Regions from separate parts of the Columba livia genome. Here region 2 is linked to region 1. A link is a contact called in public Hi-C data. All regions are on one chromosome and are shown on one strand. Each heading gives the region's core, a stretch centred on a gene start, on an enhancer-like site or on the middle of the called end of the contact. The rest is flanking DNA. Distances are from core to core; before and after follow the strand shown.

What was found. Hi-C and Micro-C count contacts between places; a contact is called where the count stands out from the background.
Region 2: a Hi-C map of crop shows a contact between it and region 1, with 1.9 times the contacts expected there. The contact joins the promoter of DNAJC17 here to the promoter of CHST14 in region 1. A contact is called at or near these places in 2 of 2 Hi-C or Micro-C datasets (crop and liver).

What each region holds. Positions count from the first base shown.
Region 1 is chr5:68,363,184-68,370,366 of bColLiv1.pat.W.v2, forward strand. It overlaps CHST14 (carbohydrate sulfotransferase 14), which reads left to right and starts at 3,908. Exons shown (of 1, transcript XM_005516055.3): 1 at 3,908-6,120. The coding sequence starts at 4,007. The coding sequence ends at 5,095.
Region 2 is chr5:68,494,442-68,501,624 of bColLiv1.pat.W.v2, forward strand. DNAJC17 (DnaJ heat shock protein family (Hsp40) member C17) reads right to left here and starts at 2,427. Exons shown (of 12, transcript XR_010473193.1): 1 at 2,249-2,427; 2 at 796-865. It overlaps LOC102088074 (SITS-binding protein-like), which reads right to left. Exons shown (of 13, transcript XM_065065664.1): 10 at 6,854-6,990; 11 at 5,446-5,567; 12 at 4,598-4,777; 13 at 3,897-4,369. The coding sequence ends at 4,196.

The DNA.
Region 1 (7,183 bases), core at 2,658-5,157:
TTTGTCTGGGGGCTGTTTCTCCATTACCAAGTGCAGCTCCTTCCGTATCACAGCCCCAGTACAGTGAAATAGTCAGGTTGAATTAATGCCATGTTGTATAATTACAGCCTATAAAAAGGGAATTATATGGCATGTTAGTGCCATTTATTTTACCGCATTAGCCGTTTTCCTGCACGCAGACCAGCACGGTCGGGTTTAGTCCTCGCCTGCCCGTGAGATGAAAGCTGGGGCACCCCGTGGGAATCACTTTCCCCAGGGATGTCCCTGTCTTGGGAACACGGGAGATGCTTTGAGGCCCGCGGCAGCAGCCCCGCAGTCACGCGTGGGGCTGTTACAGACATTGCTGCCTCTGCGTTGAGGTGTAGGGGGAATGCTCATAATGGCTTATGTCTAACCGTCTATCACGCTTGGCTCAGCGAGCACAACATATTTTCAGGAGATGGTTGACTCTTCCGAAATTGTTTTCCTACAGGAAACAACGTCTCACCCAGCACACTTACACTGAGTCGCTAATCCAGTCCAGTTCACTCTTTAGGGTTCGGTGGAGCATCAAGCCTGCAGCAATTCCCATTTCCATGGCTGGGTCCTGGCGCAGCAGCGTCCCTGCCACCATCCCTGCGCTGCCCTGCGTGTTCTGCGCCATTTGAGCGTGCGAGGGGACGGCAAGGCTGGTGGTGATCCCCAAAAAGGACCCGCGGGACTCACAACTCCACCACAGCCCCGGCAAGAGCCGTTCGGGAGCCTCAGGCTTGTTGTAAAGAGCAGCAGCTACACCTCAAATGAGTTCAGAGACTTGGGGACTCTCTTGCAACACAGGTTTTATACTGTGTTGGGTTTAACATGTGCTCGTATGGAAAACCGGCGGTAAAACCACTGCTGGCTGCCCGCACAGGTGTTTGATGTGTGTGAATCTGGCAGCCCTGATCTGAAAGGAATTAGAGACTGGTCAGCGGCTTGTGGGGGATAAAGGGTAGAAAACGGGAGTTGTGGTGGTTGCTGACTCTTGGAATGGACCATGCTCATCCCGTTAGCCCGCTCTCCTTGGGGAGCGCCGGAGCAGCTGCCTGTGCAGCACCAGGGAGGCTCTGCCGATGGACATGGTTTCCCAAGCTCCGGCGCCCGCAGCATTTCTGCCCTGTCTCTGACCCCTGCCCAGCTGCAGCGTGTCTGAGCGTGCAGCGCCGGCTGCTGTGGTGTGTGCGTCCCGGGGATGTGCAGCCCCGCAGCTCTGCCATGGACCCGCCGTCCCTGCGGTCCCCGGGGGATGAACAGGCTCCTCTGCCGGGCAAAGCCAGGGCGGGACGAGCTGGTACGGCTGCTGCTGCCCCATGGTCTTGTAGCCGTTCTCCGTGCACGGAGGAACCGGAACTCCCAAAATGGCTCAGCTGAAAAGCGATTTCATAGTTACGCGCAGTGGAGTGGGGAAAATCGGCACTAAGCTCGGCGTAAGGTCTTTGCAAGTTCAGCCAGCTGCATATCAGTTAATTTGCAGTTGTAAGATAAGCAGATCTTTCAGCACCACATTTTCCTTGAAAATAGCGATTTTTGTTATGAGGCAATAGACTGAGCCTATCATAACAATCTCAGAATTATTTAGCATACTCACCCAGCACGTTTGACTTGTTCAAATAGAATTTTTTAATGAGATATAAGAAACTCTGCCTTACATAGTGAGCTGATTGTGAAACGGCTCCTGTGCTTATTCCCTCGGTTAAGAGGCTGTTACAGTAACTCCTGGACAATCTCTGGACATGCAGTCATCAGGTCTCTTCTTCCTTTGCTTGCTTTACTGCTGGATCTGGAGCCGCTCAGGCCGCTCCGAGGGGCTCGTTTGCCGCTGCAGGAGCCGCGGTCCTGTCGCTCCGCGCTGCTTGTTTGGAAGTTGGCGTCAGCACAGACTGTTGTTCTTCACCTCCTTTCTTTCACTGAGTTTTTCAAGGGGGCCTCATGCACTCTTCTGTTTTTGTGGTTTCTTGGACCAAAATTAATATGTGATCTTACCCGCAGGGCCGGCAGAGCCTTGGCAGGGCGTGTGCGGTACTTGTGGTGGCCACCGGCGTCCAGCCTCGCCCCCAGCCGCAAGGACAGGGCTGTCCCTCTGTCCTTCCAGCCCCACTTTCCCTGTTAAGCCACCATTTCTGACGGCCAGGGCTGAATTCTGCAGCCTGCTTTAAACCCAGGTATGCCCTGCGCAAATGATGCTGGGAGACCAGCTCAAGGTAACGCATATAATATTGTAATGCATATAATAGTGATGCATTTTAATGTCCTTTTCCTGCTCGTGTGAATTAGCAGTGAGGAAAATGGCTGGAGGGCTGTTTGGCAGCAGCTGGTGGTTGCCTGGGGAGGGAGGTTTGCTGCTGCTCCGGTGCTCTGCAGGCAAACGCTGGGATCTCAAAGTGTCTTTAAATGTGCTGCGAGTTGCCTTGTATACCTGTGAGAAGCAACTGTGGGGAGGAGGCTGCTCCAGCCCAGGGCGATGGAGATGTGGCAAAGCACCTCCACGGACAGGGCCTGTCCCGGGAGCTGTGGATGCCCACGGCTGCAATTTATTGTCACTTGGGGTTGTGAATGGTGGGGGTGTCTCTTCTGCACCATTTATAGGGACCTCAGGATTCCTATGGACGAAATGTGCAGCTTCAGTGCAGGCCATGATACGATATATTCCCCTCTCCATGCCACGGGTTGTATGTGTTGGTGCAGCCACAGTTCACGCTGGTGTTGAGATCAAGAGCAGATCCTTGGACCTGCCCTCTGAAATCAGAGCAGGAATCTGGCAATGCTGCAGAGTGTGCAGATCTACAGCGGTGCTGCGGGTGGCAGGGCACATATACCACCTCTTCCTAGAGCTAACGCTATATTTACATCAAAATAAACCGGTAAAATGTAAAAGAATCTAGCTCCAGGCTCTTGCACTTCACTACAAACGCTTTGTCTGCCTTGGCTGACAAAACGCTCTTGGCTTTTGATCAAAGAAAACTAAGTGGAAGCTGTTTTTTCTCTTGATGTTAAGAAAGCTTTTGACAGAGAGAGTCCCTGCAAGACTAGTTAAGACGCACAGGCCCTGCGGTACGTTCTGAGAGCGCGCTGAAGGAAAATATGCAGAACAATGCCAGTATGAAATGATTCGTGCTGCGGAAAGCGCTGGATGTGCAAACAGCATCCTTAGGGCTGGCTGAGTGCTCCGGCTCTCGGGCTGCCTGGATGACAAGCTGCTGGTCACAGCTTTGTGCTACTTAGGACAAAGCCTTGGGGTTAAGCGGCTCCTTAGGTGGCGTTAGGAGAGCGTCAGATTGGGGGAAATACCTACAAAGTTTTAGTGAATCGTGTCCTCTGGCTGTCAGGTGGTGGCACTGTGGAGGGCTCACCAGGTAATCCCATCTCCTTCTCCTCTATGCAGTGCAATAATTAAGTGTGGCACAACTGCTAATTAAGGCCAGTTTGGCCTCATATTACCAAAACCGCTACAGCCACCTAATTAAAGGCTGTGCCACTGCACAGAGCCACCGAAGGGCTAAAGCCGAGCTGGGAAGCACCGGGCTACAAACTGTGCTGCTGTGACTCAGTAAGCGCCGGAGGGTTTGATTTTAACTTACAGTTTAGAAGTATTTTGGGGAAAGGGAAGCGTGTTGTGTTACCCAGCCCGTTACGGGCGGGATGCCGGGCGGGTACCGACCCCCGGTACCGCAGCGCTGGACGGGGCGGGGGCGGCTCCACCCGCCCATCCCGGCAGGGACCCGGCGGCGGGGCGGGGGAAGCTCCACCGGCCCCGTCCCGGCAGGGACCCGGCGGCGGGGCGGGGGAAGCTCCATCCCGGCAGGGACCCGGCGGCGGGGCGGGGGAAGCTCCATCCCGGCAGGGACCCGGCTGCGGGGCGGTGCCGCCGCCGCTCCCGTCACTACCGGCGGCCGCTCCGCCTCCCTTCCGCCTCCGTGGCCGCCGCCCGGCGCCGGGAGCCGCCGAGCTCCCCCGGGCGTGCGGCGCGGCGGCTGAGCCGCCCCCGGCCATGTTCCCCCGGGCGCCGCTCCCCGCCGAGCCCCGGCGGGACGAGTCCCGCCGAGCGGCCGCCGGTGGGCGCCGGCGGGCACGGGCGCGGGGCGGCGGGGCGGCGCTGCTGCCCTCCATGCTGATGTTCGCCGTGATCCTGGCCTCCAGCGGGCTGCTGCTCATGATCGAGAAGGGCATCCTGGCCGAGGTGAAGCCGCTGCAGCCCGCGGCGGGGGAGCCGGCGCGGCGGGGCGGGGATGCGGAGCCCCCCGGGGAGCTGGAGGCCGAGGTGCTGCGGGACGTCCGCAACCGGACGCTGCGGGGGCTGTGCGGGCAGCCGGCCATGCCCCGCAGCGTCTGGGAGCTGCCGGCCGGGCAGCGGCGCACGGTGCTGCGGCACCTCCTGGTGAGCGACAAGCACCGCTTCTTGTACTGCTACGTGCCCAAGGTGGCCTGCTCCAACTGGAAACGCATCCTCAAGGTGCTGGACGGGGCGCTGGAGAGCGTGGACGTCAAGCTGAAGATGGACCACAAGAGCGACTTGGTGTTCCTGGGGGACATGAAGCCGGAGGAGATCAGCTACCGCCTGAAGAACTACTACAAGTTCATCTTCGTGCGGAACCCCATGGAGAGGCTGCTGTCGGCCTACAGGAATAAATTTGGGGAGATCAAGGAGTACCAGCAGAGGTACGGGGTGGAGATCGTCAGGCGCTACCGCAAGAACGGGGGGAATTCGGCCGGCGACGACGTGACCTTCTCCGAGTTCCTGCGGTACCTGCTGGACGAGGAGGTGGAGAGGATGAACGAGCACTGGATGCCCATCTACAACCTGTGCCAGCCCTGCGCCGTCCGCTACGACTTCATCGGCTCCTACGAGCGCCTCAACGCCGACGCCAACTACGTCCTGGAGCGGGTGCGCTCGCCGTCCTTCGTCCGCTTCCCCGCGCGCCAGCCCTGGTACAACCCGGTGACGGCCGAGACGCTGCACTACTACCTGTGCAACACCCAGCGCCGCCTCATCAAGGAGCTGCTGCTCAAATACATCCTGGATTTCTCCCTCTTCGCCTACCCGCTCCCCAACATCACCAGCGAGTTCTGCCGGCAATGAGCTGCTGGGGGCGGCGTCGGGCGCGGGCTCCGCCAGGTTTGCCAGCGCAGCCGTCACTGTGCGGCACACGCTGCCGCCCGGCCCGTGGGACACGCTCGGCTGTGCATTAGCTCAGAGTTTATACTTTCCGAACACTCTTTATATAAGATATTATATATTGCCTTTGCTACTAGGATACTTTTTGTAGTCCCGATTTTAATGTGTACATATGCCGCTGACCTCAGCACAAGAGCTTTTGTATATCTATTTTGCTTTAAATGCTTTTTTATGGCACGGTATGGAAAACATCTGTAAGGAAATTGAGAAGTGGGTATATTTTAAATATTTTTCTGCTTTTTTTGTGTGTTTTGCACTACATAGTATGCAGCTGAATCGCAATTATGATTTAATGTAGAGGCTGATGTGCTAAAAATTAGCACTGTTAAAACCGGTCCTACATTAGACAGGGTAGTTTTTCAGGTATAATTAGAGAAAAGGCTTTTATAAATTAGGCCCTATTTATCCTCTATTTTCTCATCTGTAGGTGCTAGTTAGATGAGGCTGGTCTCTTTTCTGTGACAGTATTAGTACCTCTGGGTTTTCATTATTATATTATTATGAATTATTATTATTTACCGTTGAAATAACACTAGCGAAAATACTTTTGTGTGATTTTAAGGTTTGAAAGTACCAGCTATTTACCCAGCATTAGGTATCAGATGCAATATCAAGCCATAACAACTTGCTCTTTTCTGTCTCTCTGAATTAAAGCAGTGCGGAGTTCTGCCGAGATGAAGAAGTGCCCTGCTTCTTAGGGCAGAAAGCGAAGAGCAAAGCTCACAGCCTGGGGGGTGACCCCGCAAACCGCCCTGGGAACACACAGTGGCGGTGTGGGGATTACTCCTTCTTTTATAGATGTACACACTGTTTTTATAGCTGCTCCTATTTAATTATGACGGTTCAATGGCAGAAGTTGGGGAGATAATGTATAATGTCGTTCCTGGGAGGCTGCGCCCTCTTTTCTAATAAAGTTTTTATAGGAATGAGTCTGTTGCTTAGTGCTCTTCCTTTGCTATTAGTGTCTGTGTTCTCGGAAGGGCCTTCCGCCCTCGTGCCAAATCCTGGCATAAATCTGTGCCAAACAGGCAGTTCCCGCCCCGGATAATTTGTGATTTAGGTGCTGGAGCAGCGGTAACAAGTGGAGAAAGAAATGTGTTCCAGATGATTGCGCAACGCGGGCAATAGGATTTGGCAGCAAAATAGGTGCCGAATTCCTGTGGAATTGGTACAAGGCAGCTGCCGGCTGTGCCCTCACCTCCGCAGCCACCTGCCCCGCACAAAACGGGTTCCAATCTGGCTTTGCTCTCCTTGCGCCCCGGCTGAAACCTGCCCAAGTTCTGTCTGTCTGGAACGCTTGGTGCCCGGTGCTGGAGGGGCTGGAGATGTCCTGTCCCCAGCAAAGGCACCAGACGCCAGCTGGGAATCTGATTTCATTCCGTGAAACAGATGCCGATGGTGGGTGGGCTGAGTTTTAATTAATCCTGACCTTCAGGTCTCTGTAACTAGGACTAAGCTGGTTCGATTTTACTGCCTTTGCTGCTGCGAGGCTGAGGGAATGGCTCCTGCTTGTTTAGTGACTGGGTTTTTAATTAAATGTTTATTTTGCAGTAGTTTTAGGGGTTTGTGCCGCTTGTTTGTTTATCTGCTGCAGCTTCTGTTCTCTCTATTAAACCTTCTGTCTCTCGTCTCTTGAACCCAGTTTATTGCACACAGAAGGATTTTGCTTTTCTTTGGCTGTCTCTTGCTCCTTTCCTGGATAGCGTTGATCACCTTTTTCTCTTTAAATATAAGCAGAGAGCCTCCCACCTGCTTGGACCCTCCCGTAAGGAGGCTTTGATGCAGGCAAAACCCGCAAACCCTTTTCGCTTGGGCAGAAGTTTGTCCCATACTTGTCAAAAATGAGCAAGTGTGGCAAAGCCCCCGAAAGCTGAAGCGAGAGGCGTTGTGTCTCGTACCTCTAAACCTTGTGTCGAGGCTACGGGCTGCCTTTGGTTTCCTTTGCTGCAAGTCAGCAAACGGGAAAAATCCATCAGGTTTCCATTAGCGGTG
Region 2 (7,183 bases), core at 1,177-3,676, 130 kb after region 1:
GAGATTCAAACGTTGCACTTTACGTCGGTATTACCGACCCTCTTCCTGGAAGGTTACACGTTTCAGCCAGAGGCCTCCCCACATGCTCCAGATCGCCTCTAACCTCCCGCACACACCAAAGCCCCAGTTTGCCTCTTATTCCTGCCAAAATATTTTTTTTCTGGTGGAAAATTCTCCTCTGCACTAGAGTTATACATTTCCAGTCTATAAAACTGTAGCCTATCAAACTGGAAAACACAAGATACAGTATTTTTAATTTCCTCCTAGCTCCCACTGCTGTTCAGCGCTCCCTGGAGCTACAGAACCGAACCGGAGCAGCTGCAGGGCCAGTGCGAACAGGGCGGGTACGCTCGGCTCCGCAGGGCCAGGGCCTTGTCTCTAACAGACAAAAAGCAGCATTATCCATACGTAATATGATTTATAAACTTGCTATTGGAGTTTTGACTGTTGAGAGGTATGAATTAAAACACCGAGCAGCCACTAAACACTGGGGACAGCACGGTCAAAGGTCTGGGATTCAACTGCCACGTGGGAAGATTCTGAGAGGCGCAAATAAAACTTCAGCACTGACTTAACACAGGCGTTTCTAAACCCAACACGTGTGCATTCAACCCTAAACCCCAGAGCTCTCTAACCATGATGAAAATAGCCCTTAGTCCTGCACGTGGATCCTTGCCATGACATACACTTTACCTAATGACACGCAGACAGCGTGGAGTTAAGCGGAGCCGCCGCCAGGAGCCTGCGCGTGTGAAAGCAAACAGGGTTGTTTGTGTGTGCACAGCGCCACCTCACCTGCTCGGGGGTTGTCCGGGTTCTTGTCGGGGTGACATGTCAGGGCCTTCTGCCGGTACGCCTTCTTCACCTGCAAGACCACAAGCGGGTGTCACTGCCGGGTGCTGTGCGGAGAAAAGCAGCTCGGGATAGAAACAGAAACAAGGCACCAACGCTGCAGAAACAAAAAATGACTGTTCAGAGGGTTTCTTTGTTGTTGTTTTTGTCTAACTTAAAAGACACCTTCCTACCGTAAGTAGGTGGTTTTGGTTAAAGCCACACTCCTGCGCAGGACTGGATCTCCCCCAAGCCTGACAGAACACACGGACCATTTCTGGAGCGCTGACAGCTGCTCCAAGCCAGAGGTTTGGCTTTGGGGTGCGCTGTGCTACAGCCGTCACACCTCAGCATCCCACACGGCTGGCTCGGCCAGGAGCTTTCGGGCAGAGGGGTGACCTGCCCTTCGCAGGCGGAACTTCGGCACGGAGAAGGCACCATTTACCACGCAGCAACTGACGTTGGCAAGGTGAAGAAATTATGACCAAAGACCGCTTAATCTCTTCTACACTTCACAGAAACATTGACAGCTTTCTGAACTACGTCACTTCTAACAATCCGAGTTCCCTTTGTTGGGGAAACCGTGCAAGAAAGAAGAGGAAGAAAAACTGCTGTGCTGCTGCCAAAATGAGGGGAATGAGCGGTGTCCTGGCACCACCTGGTGGGCACCGTGCTGGGAAGTCACCTCTTAACATCCCGGTTTGTCATTTTCTCCTCCTTTTCCCCCGGTGACGGGCTCAGCAGTGACTCGAAATCTTTCCTCTCTTTCAATCCTGTGTGTTGCGTTCGGCTCGTTCCCATTTTGTGCTTCATGCACATGGGATTTCCAGGCAGCCTGAGACATATTTACCGGTTAGGCCCAGACTGCATCTGCCGAGCTTTACCCTGTTGAGCTGCTGCTGCGCTTTAGTGCTGAAGAGGAAAGAAACAAAACCCAAACCCAAACCCAACGAAGAGAAAGCCTAAGGAGGAAAATCAAAGTCTTCCTGCCAAGTTTAACCCTGTTCAGTTACTAATAGCTCGCCCCAAAGCATTACTTCCCTCGAAAAGGTCGCCTTCCCTGCTCAGCTTCTCAAGTCTTGTGCTCAGCATTGACTTACCAATTGAATTATAAAGAAAAAATGGAAATATATCATTCCAAACTCACAAAATTAACAGAATGACTTATGGGAACCTACAGTACCCGGACCAACCTCTACCAATCGGATTTTTGGGAAGCGCAGGAGGAGCTTTCCCTCTGGGGGGACACAACAAACACAGCGAGAGAAACGATCGCTCAGCTCAGTATCCAGGGAGCAGCAACACGGAGCCGCGGCCCAGCCGCCTCCTGCCCGGCACTGAGGGGAAGGCGGGGGCGGAGACGCCCAGAGCGGGGAGAGAGGGGGGGCCCCCGGTATGACCTCCCCCCGGCCCTCACCTCCTTCTCCGACGCTTTCTCGCCGATGCCCAGCAGGCCATACAGGTCCAGCTCCAGCACATCCTTATCCACCGCCATGGCGGCCCTGCCCGGCGCCCCGGCCCTGCCGCGCTGCCTGCCGGGAAATGGAGTTTCTGCCGGCTGCCGCCACGGCGGCAGCGCCGGCAGCTGGACTACAAGTACCATGGTGCACCGCGCTTCCTGCCGCAGGGGCCGCTGCCAGCGGGCGTGGCGCGGCGCGGTGTTTGCTGGGAGATGTAGTTTTCTGGCGGCAGCCGCAAGAGGCGCCGGGCCGCCGAGGCACTACAACTCCCGTCGGGCTCTGCGCCGCCGCGGCCGGAGCGGTGCCGGGGAGCGGGGGGTGCGCTCGGCGCAGTTTTGGGGTGTTTTTGTCCAGATTCGTGTCGGTGTGAGAACAAACGCTCCGGAGCAAACGTTCCGGTGCTCGGGGCGCGGGGAGGCGGCTGTGCGCCCCGGGCAGCCGGGTCCTGAGGAGGCCGCAGCAGGGCCCGGCCGGGGCGCTGCGAGATGTCCTAAACACATGGTAGGAACATTTAACGAAGAACTGTTGTTTTCACATGAGTGAGGACCTGGCGCCTGACCGCAGCAGGGGGGAAGGACCGAGAGACATCGGACTATGAATTCTTCATGTAATACACAGTCTCTTCCCGGAATGTGTACTGACACCTGCATACATACTGATACCGGTATTGATAAGTTAATTTAGGGGGAAGTGTAGCCAGAGTACCAGGAATCCATATCTTAAACAGATTGATAAGGGGAAGGGTATTGTGTGCACCGGGATAGTCTGTAAACCCTGAAGTACCCAACCAATGGGGAACAGGGGAGGGAAACGGTGGCCGGGATTTTGGGGAGATATAAGCAGGGGCTTTCTGCCCTAATAGGTGTGCCTACCTTTAGGTATAACACCCGGTCTTGCAAAATCGTTATTAAAATATGCTTTGCCAAGAGATCCTGCCTGGGCCTATTATATTTGCAAAATAATTGTTTCCTACATACACAATAATTGAATCATTTAGGGTGGAAATGGCCTTTGTGGTCCTGGAGCGCAGGGCTAGCCCAGCACCGGGGCTGCTCAGCCCACAGCTCGGGGGAGAAGCGCTCCCACCCTCCTGGTGTATCCAGCTCTTCATTTAGGATAGCTTCGTTTTTTCCATAGCTGTAAACAAGGAGGGAACACCACAGAATAATTTCTGTCCCCTTAACCCAAGATACAGGGCAAGCAATTGTTTCCACCAACCTTTATTCCGGTATTCCAGCAGTTCTGTCCCAGGGGGTGGAGACCCAGAGCCTTCATATCATTTATCTTGACGAGCAGCAAACGAGAGATGAGCAAGAAGAACCTGGAAATGGGAACGCAGCAAGAGGGACCTCGGAGAGAGGCTTCCAGATCCAGCTGTGTGGCACAGCTGGAGGAGCCGTGGCTGTCCCCAGGGAGGCTCGGCAGCACCACAGCAGCTGTGATAAAGCACAGGCAGTGACTGAAATGCCCACATTCTCATAAAGCATCACCAGAGGTAATTAGCAATAAGATCATACCCTCAGAACGGCTTCTGGCTTACTATGGAGTTTACACCTCTGCTACATAGGGAGTTAAATAGATAGCCAGCAGGCCCTGACCCGGGGAAAAGATACAAATGTTTAATTGGAAATGTTATTGAGACACCCGTCTTTTGGGGTCACTGATGGGAGACATCTTGAAGAACACAAACATTTCACCAGGAGAACCCAGGAAAGGTATAGGACAGCGTTCCGCGTGGGTGTACGGTTGTGCCAAAGCTGTATTTCCGCTATTTTAGAATAACAATGAATAACAAAAGAGGCAAACAATTTCTGCTGAAATAATAAAAAAGGGTTCGTAGAAAAGTGCAAATAGGCTGAAATAGTCTCAAGGACGAGCGAGCGCATCCCGGCCAGTCTGTGACTTCAGGAGGTCCTCACGAAAAACGGCACCTCGGCGAGGCCGGCGGAGTAATTCCTGAGGACGGTGCCGCCGTGGAACGCGCGCGCGGTGCGGGCGTCCGTCCACACCTGCCCTGCGCCTGGCAGGTAGATGTCTCGCCACCTCTGCCCCTTCTCTGTTATCGGGGCAACCAGCACCTGCAGGAAATACATCAATAAATAAATAAATGTATATATCAAAACAAAAACAAAATAGTCTTGTTGACTTTTCATTGTGAATAAATTGCAAAGCTGAAGGAGCTGATGGCCCCACCAGCGCTTTGCTTTCACACACCTTCCATACGAGCTCACGGAGGATGCAAAGAGAGAGTGCAGATATTTGTCCCCAATTACCCTTCGGGGACATTCAGTCCCCACATTTCCTACCTCGTCTCCAATGAGAAATTCGTCCTCGATGGTGAAGGCGGTTGGGTCGCTGGGACTGAGCCACCACGGCGGCCGGAAGATGGGGGACCCCGAGCTGAGCCACTCCTCGCTGTATTTTCTGATGAGGGGCACAACCAGGTCCCGGTGCCGCTGGATGCATTGGCGGGTGAGGTTCAGGACCTGCCGGGAAGAGAAATGACGGAATCGCGATGTCCTGATCAAGTTATGGCAGCTGACCAAGTGCAAAGAGAATTGATACAGGGTATTTATTCCCACTTAGATGTGAACTCTGGGAGCAGCAGCTGGCAGTGATACCCAGGGGGGTGGAGATGTCCCAAATCGAAACACCGAACTCTTTTGCTGTTTGCAAAGAGATTTAATGATGTTTTCCCCTGAGCCCCCAATTTTAAGAACTGCTCTCCCCTTTTATTGGCCTGAAGGTGACATCCCTGGGAAATGCCTCCAACGGTTTAAAAAGCTCTTGAATGTGGATCTGTGGATCTTCAGTCTACTGTAGATAGTAACTGATCAAACTGTAATTAAACTGTAGGTATTAACTAATTGATCAAACTATAGTAAAAAAAAAATAAAAGGGAGAGAGACGTGCAATGACTCTGTCATTTCTGCAGGTGGTGTGGATTCCAGCCCCGTGGTTGCACACAGCCATGAAGTATAAAGCCACAAAAACGTTCATTTTGCAGCAAAACCGCTGTGGTGAGCGCATAGCAATCCAGGCCAGGGAGCAGGACTGTGTGGGCAGCACGAACAGGGTTTTAGGCTCAGCTTTCCCCAGGGGGGTCCGGGATGGCTTCTGGGGGCATTTGTGACATGGGACCGCGGGTACGTACCCAGGCGTCGCAGCAGAGCCAGGGCGGCGTGCCGAAAGCCATCACGGGCAGGAACGTCACGATCTGCAGCCACCGCACGTACAGCTCCGGGTCCCCAGGGCTGTCACCGTCCAGGGACCCTCCTGCAGGGACAAGGAGCCTGTGAGGTGCTCGAGGGCACCTCGTGGAGCGGTGAGCCCCAAATACCGAGTGGGCAGGACACGGTCCCCATCGCAAAAGGAGCTGGATTGTCCCCAGCCCAGCGTTGTTCCCTAAATCACCATCAGCAAGTGTCAATCCAACCCCTGTTTCCAGCCACCTCGGGGCCAGATGTGCTGGGATGGTGTCTCAGGACTTCCTAAATTTTGGCAGAACTTTGTAAAAAGGGATTTCTCTCCTCAAAGAAAAGCGTTATGAAAATGCTGGACTTTCCTGCTGCTTTGATGTGCAAAGATGAAGCGTGATGGGAACGTGGATGCCTTCAAATTCATAGTGGAGAGTGTTGGAGAAGGAGAGTGTCACTAATTAATTAATTGTATTAATAACACATAGGGGAAGTGTCAGGGGATCCCAGTTCCTCCCCTCAAGCACCAGCGGGGCTTGAGAAGGGCAGAAGGGGGTGGGACAGCGGGGGTGACACAGCCCATGGACCCCCCGCCCCAGCAGCAGATGGAGCCACAGCCCCCGTGCAGGGGATCTGCTCCTGTCCAGCTCGGCTGAGATAGGCCAAGGGGTTCAACATCTCTTTGGCACGCCGGGATTGCCTCAGCCTTGCTTTCGAAGAAAAACTGGCTGAAAATAGAGGGGAAATTTAAAAAACTGCTCCAGAACCCCCTTTTCCAGGGCTGTCTTTGGGGCTCCGCTCCAGATCCACCACTCCACATGAAGCCACCCTGCTTCTCCACAAATAACATCCAAGGAGAGGGGAAAACGAGCTGCTTGGCCCTGACTACAGGATCGTTTCTTGACTTTTATCATGTTTTAACGTAAGGATTCCACAAGCCATTGTGCTTTGGAGCAGAAACACCAACGTGGAGCGGGGCTGCTGGTGCTTTGGAACACCCCCGTTCCGGCTGGGAGCCTGGGGTTAGCTGGGGGGGTTAGCTGCAGAAAAGCCACAGGAGCCAGCGGATTCCCTCCCACATGCAGCGAAGGAGCCTGGACAGGCGTCCGCAGAGACCTGCCTGCTCCTGGGGCTGCCTCTTAGCATACACAACGCTTTGTGTTTTCAGCTCCTCGGTCCATTTCCCGGTAACATTCAACCCAATTAAGGTAGCGTGGTGGAAAATTGGGTAGCGAGAGCAAAGTGCTTCATAAAACCTAACGCAAACACACCTCCCGCACTGCTCCGGCCTGAGCGACTGCTGCGAAAGCCTCTGCAGAAAAGCCAGAAATGAGGGGGGAAAAAAGCCAAAAATAAATGGATTACCTACTGCGTCGGGGATGAAGAAGCTGTAGCCCAGGAGGCTGTAGTGCAGCACGGAGGGAACCAGCCCCTTGAGCCCCGCGTGGCTCCAGTCCGCGCGCCGCGGGCTCATCTGCACGAACAGCGGCAGGTGGCTGGAGCTGGGGACACAAAACCTCGCTTGGCACCTCCAGCGGCACCCTCAGCCCCTGGGCACCCGCAGCCACGGCACCTGCCCCACGGGACACCCGGGGACACGTCCCGCGGGGAGGGTCGCGCCTCCCGCTCCCGTTTGTGCACCTCTGGTTCCCACTGAGCCGCTGCCGTTCCTGACAGCGCTTCTGTCCGTTTGGC